Linked DNA regions of Pan troglodytes: region 1 is linked to region 2. Evidence: chromatin contacts called from public Hi-C data. All regions are on one chromosome and are shown on one strand. The core of a region is the stretch at or near the end of the contact, and the rest is flanking DNA. Distances in the headings are between cores, read along the strand shown. Region 1 holds the start of FGF20 (fibroblast growth factor 20). Region 2 has its middle 220 kb from the start of FGF20.

Region 1 (5,491 bases), core at 1,052-3,551, 220 kb before region 2:
TATGGTCATTGTGGTGATCAAATAAGGTAATACACATGTAAATACCAAGGTGTACAAAGAGAAGGCGATTCTATTATGAAAGTATTTAAACTTTCATGACTATGAATAAGAAATTCCCCATTTTTTGTGTATATATAAGCAATACAACAGATTTGAACAGTCTAACAGCTATAGCTCATACAGCAGGACTAAAGTGTTCATGTGGGAAAATAGTTTGTAGACTGAACTAGTACTTTTAGAAGCAGGTGATGATAATATATTTCCATTGTGGAATAATTAACAGCATTATATGTTGCACAGAACTTGGACCTTGAAACAAACCTCATTAAAAGGCACTTGATCTAAGTTTAAAACCCTTAAGTATCTCCTCTTTAAAAGTGATCAGTGGATGTACTGGCTACTTCAGTTATCCTGCTACGAGATTCACACAACTTTGATCTAAGTTTCTTTGATTTAACACTGCAATTAAGAAGATTTGGTTCAAAGTAAAAGCTCATTGGTTGATGTTTTACACTGATGTGATAATGTTTACACAGATGTGTTTGAAACCTTGATTATGGTGGATTTGGGGTCCTACCACAAGACAGACTGCTGTTATTTGAAAGGTGAAATAATATAACATTTACCTGGTACAACCTTTAAAACAGACTTAGCAATATACGTTTCTAAAGTGATTTATCTGTTTATTGTTTTTAGCCAGTGTTTTTGTTTTATTTCATATCTATCAACAGTAAATCACTTGCTTTAAGAACTCTTTTATAACTTGGTTACACAAGGGTCAGTAGTTAGGCCTGTAGTGATGAAAATGTGTAACTATACCCACTTTAGAGCACCTGCCAATTAATTAGAAAAAATCCTTCAGACCAAATAAAATAAACCAGTCAAATCCACCTGAGCTCCCAGGTTTACGCTTTTTTTGAACAGATCATGAAACAAGACTGAGAAAGTAATCTTCATCAGTTCCCTAAAACTTTTTGCTCAGAGGAAGCATAAATCTGCCCAATGATTCTCAATTCTTCTACCACTGAAAAATTTTAACAGAAAGATCTTGAATTTAACTAGTGGTGCAAAACCAGTTACAACGTTTAAATGAACATGTATCTAATTCCTTGGCTTCCATGGTTTTTGATTTTACAAATATGCTCAAGCACTCTTCAATTTTACCAGTAACTTTTGAAGTCTCAAAACACATCAAGCCTCAAGACTATTTCCATTTAGTTATTTTTAGATTTTATAATTAAAATGTAAACAAAAACATCTAGCTTTTAGAAAAACGCAACTAAGAAAAACAGGAAAGTGCTCTTAGATTGTAAAAGGGCCCAAGAAGCCACTCATCATTTATGACAATATTCCAGATATTCATTTTCTATTCACGGCAAAATATAGACATGTAAATCATTTCTTTCCAGCCTATTTGGATTTACTGTAAATCCTTTGATTCGTGATTATATTATGTTATTATTTTACACTAATTAGAAGTTCATGACCTTAGCACAGAATTAAAAATACATATGTGTATTATGTATATATATATATATATATGGCAATTTTGGTTATATTATGTGCTGAGTAAAGGTAAACATTAAAGAGAGATTGTAAAGAGGGGGAGGGAGGGTGTTCCTTACCTAACCTTGATTATGTAAAGAAAATCCCCCATCTAAATGATAAAAGAAAGGAGCGATACTTGTACATTTTATTAGTGTTTTAAAATTAGTGAGTTAAACTGTCAAAGCTTTGATTTTTCTTTCATGTGTGTCTGGGCAGGTCTGTAAGCCCCAGGTAACGCCCTTTTTCCTTCTCCCTTGCTTACCTTTCTTTGCACCTGTCCACTGCAGGCTCCCAAGGAGTCCAATTCTCCTTTTCTCTTTCCTCCTCCTACCAATGCCCTCCTTCTCTTTCTCTCCCTCCCCGCCTTCCCTCCCTCCTCCCTTCCTCTTCTTCTATATCCCTGCCAAGTTGGGCTCCTTTTAGAGGCGATTTATCACTGCAAAGCTCACATCAAAGAAGGTTGCACGGCCGCAGCTGAACAGCATCACCGCTGTCCCAAGGACAACCCCAAAGAGGGGCCTCGACTGCACCTCCTCGAAGTTGCTGGCTGGCTTTGGCCAAGTGTAGGAATGGTTTTTGCGAGGGCATGGATGGAGAAGTGCCAAGGGCCCCTTTTGGTCACTTCCGAAGAGCAAAAACGTGTTGAGAGGAGACCGGTTTAAGATTTCAAACAGAACCTCCCCAGCGCGCATGAAAGGACTTGATTAGCATATGTCAAGAGGACCCGCTTATATACTCGGTGTGTATGTACACAGGACTCTGATCTGATCAGTTTGCGGAATTGGAGCCCCAGCCAACAGCCCTAGTCCTAGTATTGGCAGCGGCAGCTATAGATATTTCTGCAGAGCCAGCAGCCGGCTCCCACCTACCCAAGGAGAGAAGATCGCTCCAAGACAGTGAGAGCTTCCCTGCCATTTCAGTGCAAAGTCCCTCCGGAGCGACCTCAGAGGAGTAACCGGGCCTTAACTTTTTGCGCTCGTTTTGCTATAATTTTTCTCTATCCACCTCCATCCCACCCCCACAACACTCTTTACTGGGGGGGGTCTTTTGTGTTCCGGATCTCCCCCTCCATGGCTCCCTTAGCCGAAGTCGGGGGCTTTCTGGGCGGCCTGGAGGGCTTGGGCCAGCAGGTGGGTTCGCATTTCCTGTTGCCTCCTGCCGGGGAGCGGCCGCCGCTGCTGGGCGAGCGCAGGAGCGCGGCGGAGCGGAGCGCCCGCGGCGGGCCGGGGGCTGCGCAGCTGGCGCACCTGCACGGCATCCTGCGCCGCCGGCAGCTCTATTGCCGCACCGGCTTCCACCTGCAGATCCTGCCCGACGGCAGCGTGCAGGGCACCCGGCAGGACCACAGCCTCTTCGGTACGTACTAGCATCCCGACCCCACCCCCATCTGCGCCCCAGCTCGGCTCCTCGTTCCCTCCCCTTGCACCTCCCTCTTTGCCTGCCAAGGGCGTCATCGCCGCGCGGAGCCCGGAGCTCCCCTGGACCCATCCGGTGCAAGACGCAGGCTGGGGCTGAAGGGCTGGCCAGAGCAGCCGCGGGGAGAAATTTTCCTGCTGGTTTGTCGCCGCAGCCTCTAGCAGGGCAGCAGCTGCAGATGCTGGGGGCGGGAAGAGAAAGGGTGGGCGCTTCGCAAGCTCCTTCCTGCCTTCCCCTTGCCCTTCCCACTGCCGGGGACACCAAGACCTGGTGCACTCGGCATCACGGTTCTCGCACTGCTTACCTCGCAGGCAGTTTTTAAAAAAATCCCTGTATCTTTCTCTCCGATTTCCTTTCTCATTTTCCCCCATGCCGTCCACTTTACAAAAATTAATAACAGGAAGCGCCGGGCTTCTTTAAACATGCCCCACAGTTATGCAGCTGATTATGCACCCGGGGCTGCTCTGGGCATGGTTTGCGAGCATTTACGTGTCTACCTAGAGACCTGCAAATGTTCACCTGAAGAGGTAGCAGATTAACTTTCCGTGGGCACATTCGCTACTGTAGGGCTCACCTGTCTGAGGTTCCCTGAACTCCTAAGTTCTATCTGGGTGAGAAAAGAAAAGGAAAGGGGGGGAGGGGTGGGGGAGGAGGAAGACCACCCGGCTACTGAGCATGCCTAGTTCTTCAGCCAAGCTCCTCTTTGGAAATTGTGCAACCTGAAAGCAAGGATCTTGGTATCGACTTTAGGAAAGAGGAAATGGGAAAGCGAAAGAAGATATGGGTGGGAACACAGACGGACCTGTTTCAGAATACCTCCGGCAGGGCCTGGGAAGAGAAGGGGTTAAAAGAAACAAGAGAATGATTGTTAAGGCAGTGTCTGTTAAGATACTAGATCGGGAGGGTCTCTCCTGTTAATGACTTCCTAACTAGCTGTGTAACTAGAAAGTGCCTTCATCAGTCTGAGGCTTAGTTTTCTGTACAAAGATGGGGTGCTCTCCGGTTCTAATATCCCAGGATCTTTCCCCATAGCTGAAGTTTCCATTCTATTAGTTAACCTGCTAGCAATCTCAAAGGATTTTGATTATCAAACTTTTGACATCATTGGAAAAATTCATTTTATTTTTAAAAAAGATACCATTAATTTGTCAGCCACAATCCGTAGCGCTACGGAGTTCTTTGAGAATGCACCCCATCTCTGAATGGCCCTCTCTTATCGTGTCCTCACCCCCTTGTTCTTATAATTATTCCCTTTTTGACTTGTAGGACTCATTAAAACTTTGGAGAAGTGTAAATCTCAGTTTAAGGGGACATTTGTAACTCTAGATGTAGAAATAAGCATGTGGTGGTCATTTGGTAGCACTTAAAGGCTTAGAAAATTAACTTTTTAAAACCCACATGTTTGCAGCTTCCACTGATCTCTTCCAAATTCCCATTGACTATCAGTCAAGAGTGTCATGACCTAGTGGCCAACCTGGGGTCACTTTTAGAAAGTGGTTTTTAAATTGAGGAGCCTTGAGATTTTCTAACTTCTGGCCTCCGGCAATCTTTCCGCCTTGGCCTCCCAAAGTACTGGGATTACAAGCATGAGCCACTGTGCATGGCCCTGAGACTTCGATTCTGAAGAACTTTGCTGACACCAGGTGGCTCAGTTCTCTTGCCTTTAAGGATGACTTCACTGCGCTCGTTACAGAAAAATATTCCAACTACCAGAAAGACTTAGAAATACACACAAATGTGATAATACTTACAGGAAGAGCAGGCAGAAGTTAAGCTTAGGTAATAGTCAGAATTTCACCCTGCCATACACAGTGTAGCCTCGGAAATTCTACTTTTAAGAAACTTGTGGCCGGGCGCAGTGGCTCATGCCTGTAATCCCAGCACTTTGGGAGGCCGAGGCGGGTGGATCATGAGGTCAGGAGTTCAAGACCAGCCTGGCCAAGATAGTGAAACCCCATCTCTACTAAAAATACAAAAAATACACACAAAAAAAATTAGCTGGGCATGTTGGTGGGCACCTGTAATCCCAGCTACTTGGGAGGCTGAGGCAGAGAATTGCTTGAACCCGGGAGGCGCAGGTTGCAGTGAGCCAAGATCACACCACTGCACTCCAGCCTTGGCAACAGACGAAGACTCTGTCTCAAAAAAAAAAAAAAAAAGGAAACTTGTAATTAAACTGTAATCTCTCCAGTGACAGAAAAAAAAAGGCCTCTTTTACTTTGTGTATGTTTATAAGACTGACCCTATGGGAAAAGATTAGTAAATATTTGTACACTTGATAACATTCATTAATGGCATTTAATGGCATTTCTTTAGGAACGGAAGTTGAATATCAGAATTATCATCTTGCTTGCACATTTTGTTTTTGCTAAATTTGTGTTAATTATTTAGTAGCTGCAAAAAAATTGACAGATTGAATTTGTGCCAATGTAAGTCACTCTATGGTGGGAGACTATGTATAGGAACAAAATACTGTTAAACAAAAGGAAGATAACCCAGATTAGTCTGGGAGTGAATGGCCTCCTTG
Region 2 (5,051 bases), core at 770-3,269:
CTGATCAAGGTTCACTCATTTGGTAAGCATTTTTTGAAAGCAGACTTTCATGTCAGAGGCTTTACTGGGCTTGGGGAATATAAAAATCAGAAAGACATGCATCTTGTAATGAGCTCACAACCTAGTGTATACACAATCTAATCGTATAACTTTGTTATTCAGGGCATTAAATATTGCAAAAGAAACAAAAACTATTATTTAACCACTGAGCTAATGCGTTCCTCTAAAAATTAATCTGTTACAGCAAAAAGTTTTATGTATCCATACAAATATAGTTACATAAAGGTATGTATAGGTATTTGCAATCACTTTCTCTCTTATGTATGCCAAAGTCTAGCCATAATGATTAGCAAAAGGCTAGGATAATTTATATTAGAAATGAGATCAAAATGCTAATAAAAAGGTGACAAAATAAATTCAATCAAACCAAATTGAACTTACACTATGATAATGACTACTAGCTACTATCTGTGGAATAGCTAATTATCTGGGTCAGACGCCATGTATTTTTAATACTATGTCTCATTTGCTTACTTATTGTGGGGTATTTTCCACATTACAACCCAATGATATGTTTCACTTGCTGTCTGTGACTGGCAATACAGTAATCTAAGTACCATGATCTGTTACGTTTTCATCCTCATGGGACAATGTTCATGAAACACGTATCCAGCATAAGCATCTTATCCTTCTCTCTTCACTCACTGAAAATACATATTGGATATTTGCTATTAACTATATTATGTATCTCCTAATATTTTCATAAGACTTAAATTTCAGGGAACCAGAGGTAAAATATGGTAAAAAGCGCATATTCTGCTTCTCGTTTAAAAAACTCCAAAGCATGATTTATATGTTCTAATTTCATAGATGGTATGAAAACTGTTTGTAATTAATTTTTAAATATTGCACATATCATGAGAAGATGATTATTTCTAGAGACCTGAAGCCAAAATGTGCTTTAGAATAACCTACTAAGTAACAGGAATTACAATGATTACCTTATTTTAATCTTTCTATGCCTGTTCTTTAATTCGTAAAACTGATTTTTTTTTCCTATTTAGTTCTTTGAATCTATTTTTGCTTTAGCATAATGAATAACTTATTTTCTGCACCTGCTGGAGCCTATACCTTATTCTTCAAGATAAGTGGCTAAACGATGAGTGCTTTTGGCTGCTTTTTCAGAAAAAGACATTTAGGATGAATCTGTAGAATCACCTGTGTCTTTTGTGTCTGTTATTTTTCACTGAGGGCAAATGGATCTACCTCACCCTCAGACCCCCATCAGGCAAGTTTGCCTTTCCTTTTCCCATCCGCAAGACAAATTAAGAATGCTGAAACCTTTCACTCATAACAAAACAGTGATAAAGCAGGTAACAAGACCTCACATTAATCAGGTCTTTCAAAGAAGAGGCCCCAACCTGCACCCTTTGTCTAGCCTGCTGGTAGGTGGGTTTTTTTTCAGTCTCTTTTTAGGGGCCTAGCATTCTTTAGTTCGGCAGCACATTCTCCTTGGAAATGTTTCACTTTTCAGACAGCCTCTGTGTTGATCAAAAAACCCAGAGAGCCACTACAGAAATCTGAACTTCTAATGATCTTCTTTTATATTTTCTTACAATGGACAATGGCTCTGTCAATGCTAATGGCATCAGTACACAGGCAACAATGCAAAGAGATGGAGGGTGGAGAGAGTAGCCACTGTCACAAGATGTGCTGTATCATCTTGGCACAAAAAAATCCTGTTTTCTGTAGCCAAATTGTTGCTTTCTCTTGTTGAAAATATTCAATATTCCTGTAAACCAATGCTAAAGAGTAGATGAGTAATTTTCTTCTCAGGAGGAAAACATTACCTTCAGTTAAATGGTAATAGACCAGTTTTCTTGTGCTATTCTAATCCTTTTCACTAACATCACAAAAATAGAGTAATTTCTCCCTTAACTTTCTTCATGCAGCTGTCGACCTGTTGTTACCAGGCTAAATTGTGCACACGCTGTACCTACAATTATATTGAGTCAAGCACGCCCTCTACTGATCAATAAAAATACTATCGAACGGGATTCACCAGAATACTGAACTCACAAAGGACAGACATTTTGGGCAGTTTTATTTGCAAGTGTGTTTTTCAAACATTGCAAATGTTAGAAGAGTGTAAAAAATTGTATATTAGATTTCACAGAAACGTAATTAAATTTAAATTAATTTAAAAAAATAATTTAACTTGTGCTACTGATATAAATTTACAAAATTTACAGATTGCCAAGGATTGATCAGAAAAGTTGAAATAACTTCACCTCTTCTCTTAAAGTTTTTTTTTGTGTGTGTGGAAGAACTAACATTTTAACAATACATACAAATAAGTTATTGTTTTAAAGCAAGGGTTGGCAAACTTTTTTTGCAGTGAACCAGGTAGTAAATATCCTAGGCTTCGCTGGGCTGTAAAGTCTCTGTTGCAACTATTTAACTCTATTATTTTTGTGCAAAACTAGCCATAGACAATATGTGAATGAGTGGGTGTGGCTGTGTTCCAATAAAACTTTATTTACAAAGCAAACCAGGCTGGATTGATTTGCTCTATAAAACAGTGAACTTGAAGGCTTGTTGAACCATAAAAGAATGTAAACACCCCCAAAGTGTTGCATTCTTTAAAAAAAAAGTTACTTTGGAGTAGGTGGCTGTAATTTTAACTTGAAGGCTGACATGACTTCGAAACATTCTGAAACTTTTTCTTTTTGATTAGTTCCCTAACTCAACTTACAAACATTGTTAAAAGTAATGAAAGGTTAGAACCCACAGGCCCTCAAACATCATATATTGCAATTATCTAGTTTACAGATGAGGAAGCTAAAGGCTTGAATTTCCTGAATGCTACTCCAGCCATCTACATTATTTTCTGGATCAGCTGTCAATGACTTTTGGTTATTTTGGTAAGTTAATGCATGGAATAATTTTACAAACTAGAAGGAATTAAACAAGTATGATTTTTATTAACAAGTTAGGTAAAGAAAATTACAGACGTTTGTATTTTCTCACCCTTTGAAGATCATGTCTACATGAATGATAAAAACTACAGCAAGTCAATAACATCTCCCTCTCTTGTAACCACCACAAGTATTAGCAATATTAACTCATACAGATATTTTGTGTATCATAATTTCATAGATATTAGAAACTTTATTGGCAGTTGGGTACAGAGATGACTGTAATTTCTCTTGGCATTTGAGCAAAATAATGAATTATTTGTGTTGATGCATGATAACCAAAGATAGACTCTTCACTATTAAATTGTTATTAGTGTTACTATTATTATTTTTTTGAGATGAAGTCTCACTCTGTTGCCCAGGCTGGAGTGCAGCAGTGCGATCTTGGCCCGCTGCAACCTCTGCCTCCCAGGTTTAAGTGATTCTCATGCCTTAGTCTCCCGACTAGCTAGGATTTCAGACTTGTGCCACCATGCCTGGCTAATTTTTGTAGTTTTGATAGAGATGAGGTTTTGCCATTTGCCCAGGCTGGTCTGGACCTCCTGGCCTCAAATGATCCTCCTGCCTCAGCCTCCCGGTGTGCCGGGATTACAGGCATGAGCCACCGTGCCTGGCCTTACTTTATTTTTTAATGCCAGATAACCAAGCAAGGGTGTGTTTTTTCTTTTGGATTACTTTTGGCAAAGGATGTCATTATGTGAAGACACACCCCTATGGCCACTACATATAAATAAAATTTCCTCGAACTTCATTCATTGCTGCATATTCTGACCAAATAGTGAATTTTAAATGTCTTTCAAATTAAAACTAACAATGAAGACTTAAAATCAATCAATTCAGTAAGTACTCCTTTATTTAACATCCATTAAAAATAGTTAGCTAAGGGCACTGTGTTAAGTGGTGGTGATACAGTTCTGATCAATAAGGCCTACTTGATTCTTGCTGTCATTGAGCTTTCAGACTATGCAGAAATTATTATTGATACAGCCTGTCTTAGTCTGTTTGAATTGCTGTAACAAAATACCATAAACTGGATAGCTTATAAACAACAGAAATTTATTTTTCCCCTTTCTGGAAAAATAAATTTCTTCCAGAATTTCTCGAACTGAGAAGTCCAAGATCAAGGTGCTGGCAGATTGAGTGTCTGGTGAAGACCCTTTCTCATAGATGGCATCTTCTTGCTGTGTCTCACATGGTGGAAGGGGAGCGGCAGCTCTCTGCAGACCTTTATCATAGGGGCACTAATTCCATTCATCAAGGCTCTGCCTTCTTGCCCTAATCACCTCTCAAAGGCCATACCTCCCACCATCATCACATTGGTGAATAGGTTTCATCGTGTGAATCTTGGCAGGGACACAAGTATTCAAACCATAGCAGGCCATGAGCTCTGAGTTTGAAAACAAAAATGAACATGACATTTTTATTTTATGGTCAGCTCATTAGTCTCATTTATACTCTTCTCTCTAGAAATCTCTAGAAACTTCTTGACAGCAAGTTTGCTGTCAAGGGATTTATAGAAAGCATAAATGAGAGTAATCAAATGACAATAATAATATAATAAGTATAAAATGAGAATAGTAGTAGTAATTATATAATTATATATTATATAATTATATATAATATTATATAATAAAATAATAAATATATTTATTAACCATAAACAGAATAATAATAAATAATGATAACTAAAAATCATCTAGGGAAGAGATTAATTATTTACGGAATCCCAAAGAAGGCTTTGTAGCAGCATATTTGATCCAAGCCTTGAATGCTAAATAGGATTTAACATGTAGAAATGAAGCAGGAGAGGAAAGAATAGAAATTTTGTTTTTTTTTATTTGTACACATTTAAGGGTTAAAAGTGCAATTTTGTTACATGAATATTTAATTTAGTGGTGCAGCCTGGGCTTTTAGTGTAACTGTCACTCCAACAGTGTGTATTGTAGCCATTAAATAATTTCGTATTCTTCACCTCCTTCCCACCCTGCCACCCTTTCGAATCTCCAATGTCTATTATTCCACACTGTATGTCCATGTGTATACATTGTTCAGCTCCCACTTCTAAGTGAGAAC

Evidence for each region. Hi-C and Micro-C count contacts between places; a contact is called where the count stands out from the background.
Region 1: a Hi-C map of induced pluripotent stem cells shows a contact between it and region 2, with 2.4 times the contacts expected there. The contact joins the promoter of FGF20 here to the enhancer-like site in region 2. A contact is called at or near these places in 2 of 7 Hi-C or Micro-C datasets (both in induced pluripotent stem cells).

The regions. Positions count from the first base shown.
Region 1 is chr7:25,287,365-25,292,855 of NHGRI_mPanTro3-v2.0_pri, reverse strand. FGF20 (fibroblast growth factor 20) reads left to right here and starts at 2,301. Exons shown (of 3, transcript XM_001140918.6): 1 at 2,301-2,904. The coding sequence starts at 2,619.
Region 2 is chr7:25,068,534-25,073,584 of NHGRI_mPanTro3-v2.0_pri, reverse strand. No RefSeq gene overlaps it. Among named protein-coding and RNA genes, the nearest start is that of FGF20, 220 kb to the left of the region's middle. Within about 2 kb of position 2,019, at least 7 of the 24 cell types and tissues checked have an H3K27ac peak or open chromatin away from gene starts, as enhancers often do. A contact at or near this core is called in induced pluripotent stem cells, where this site is marked.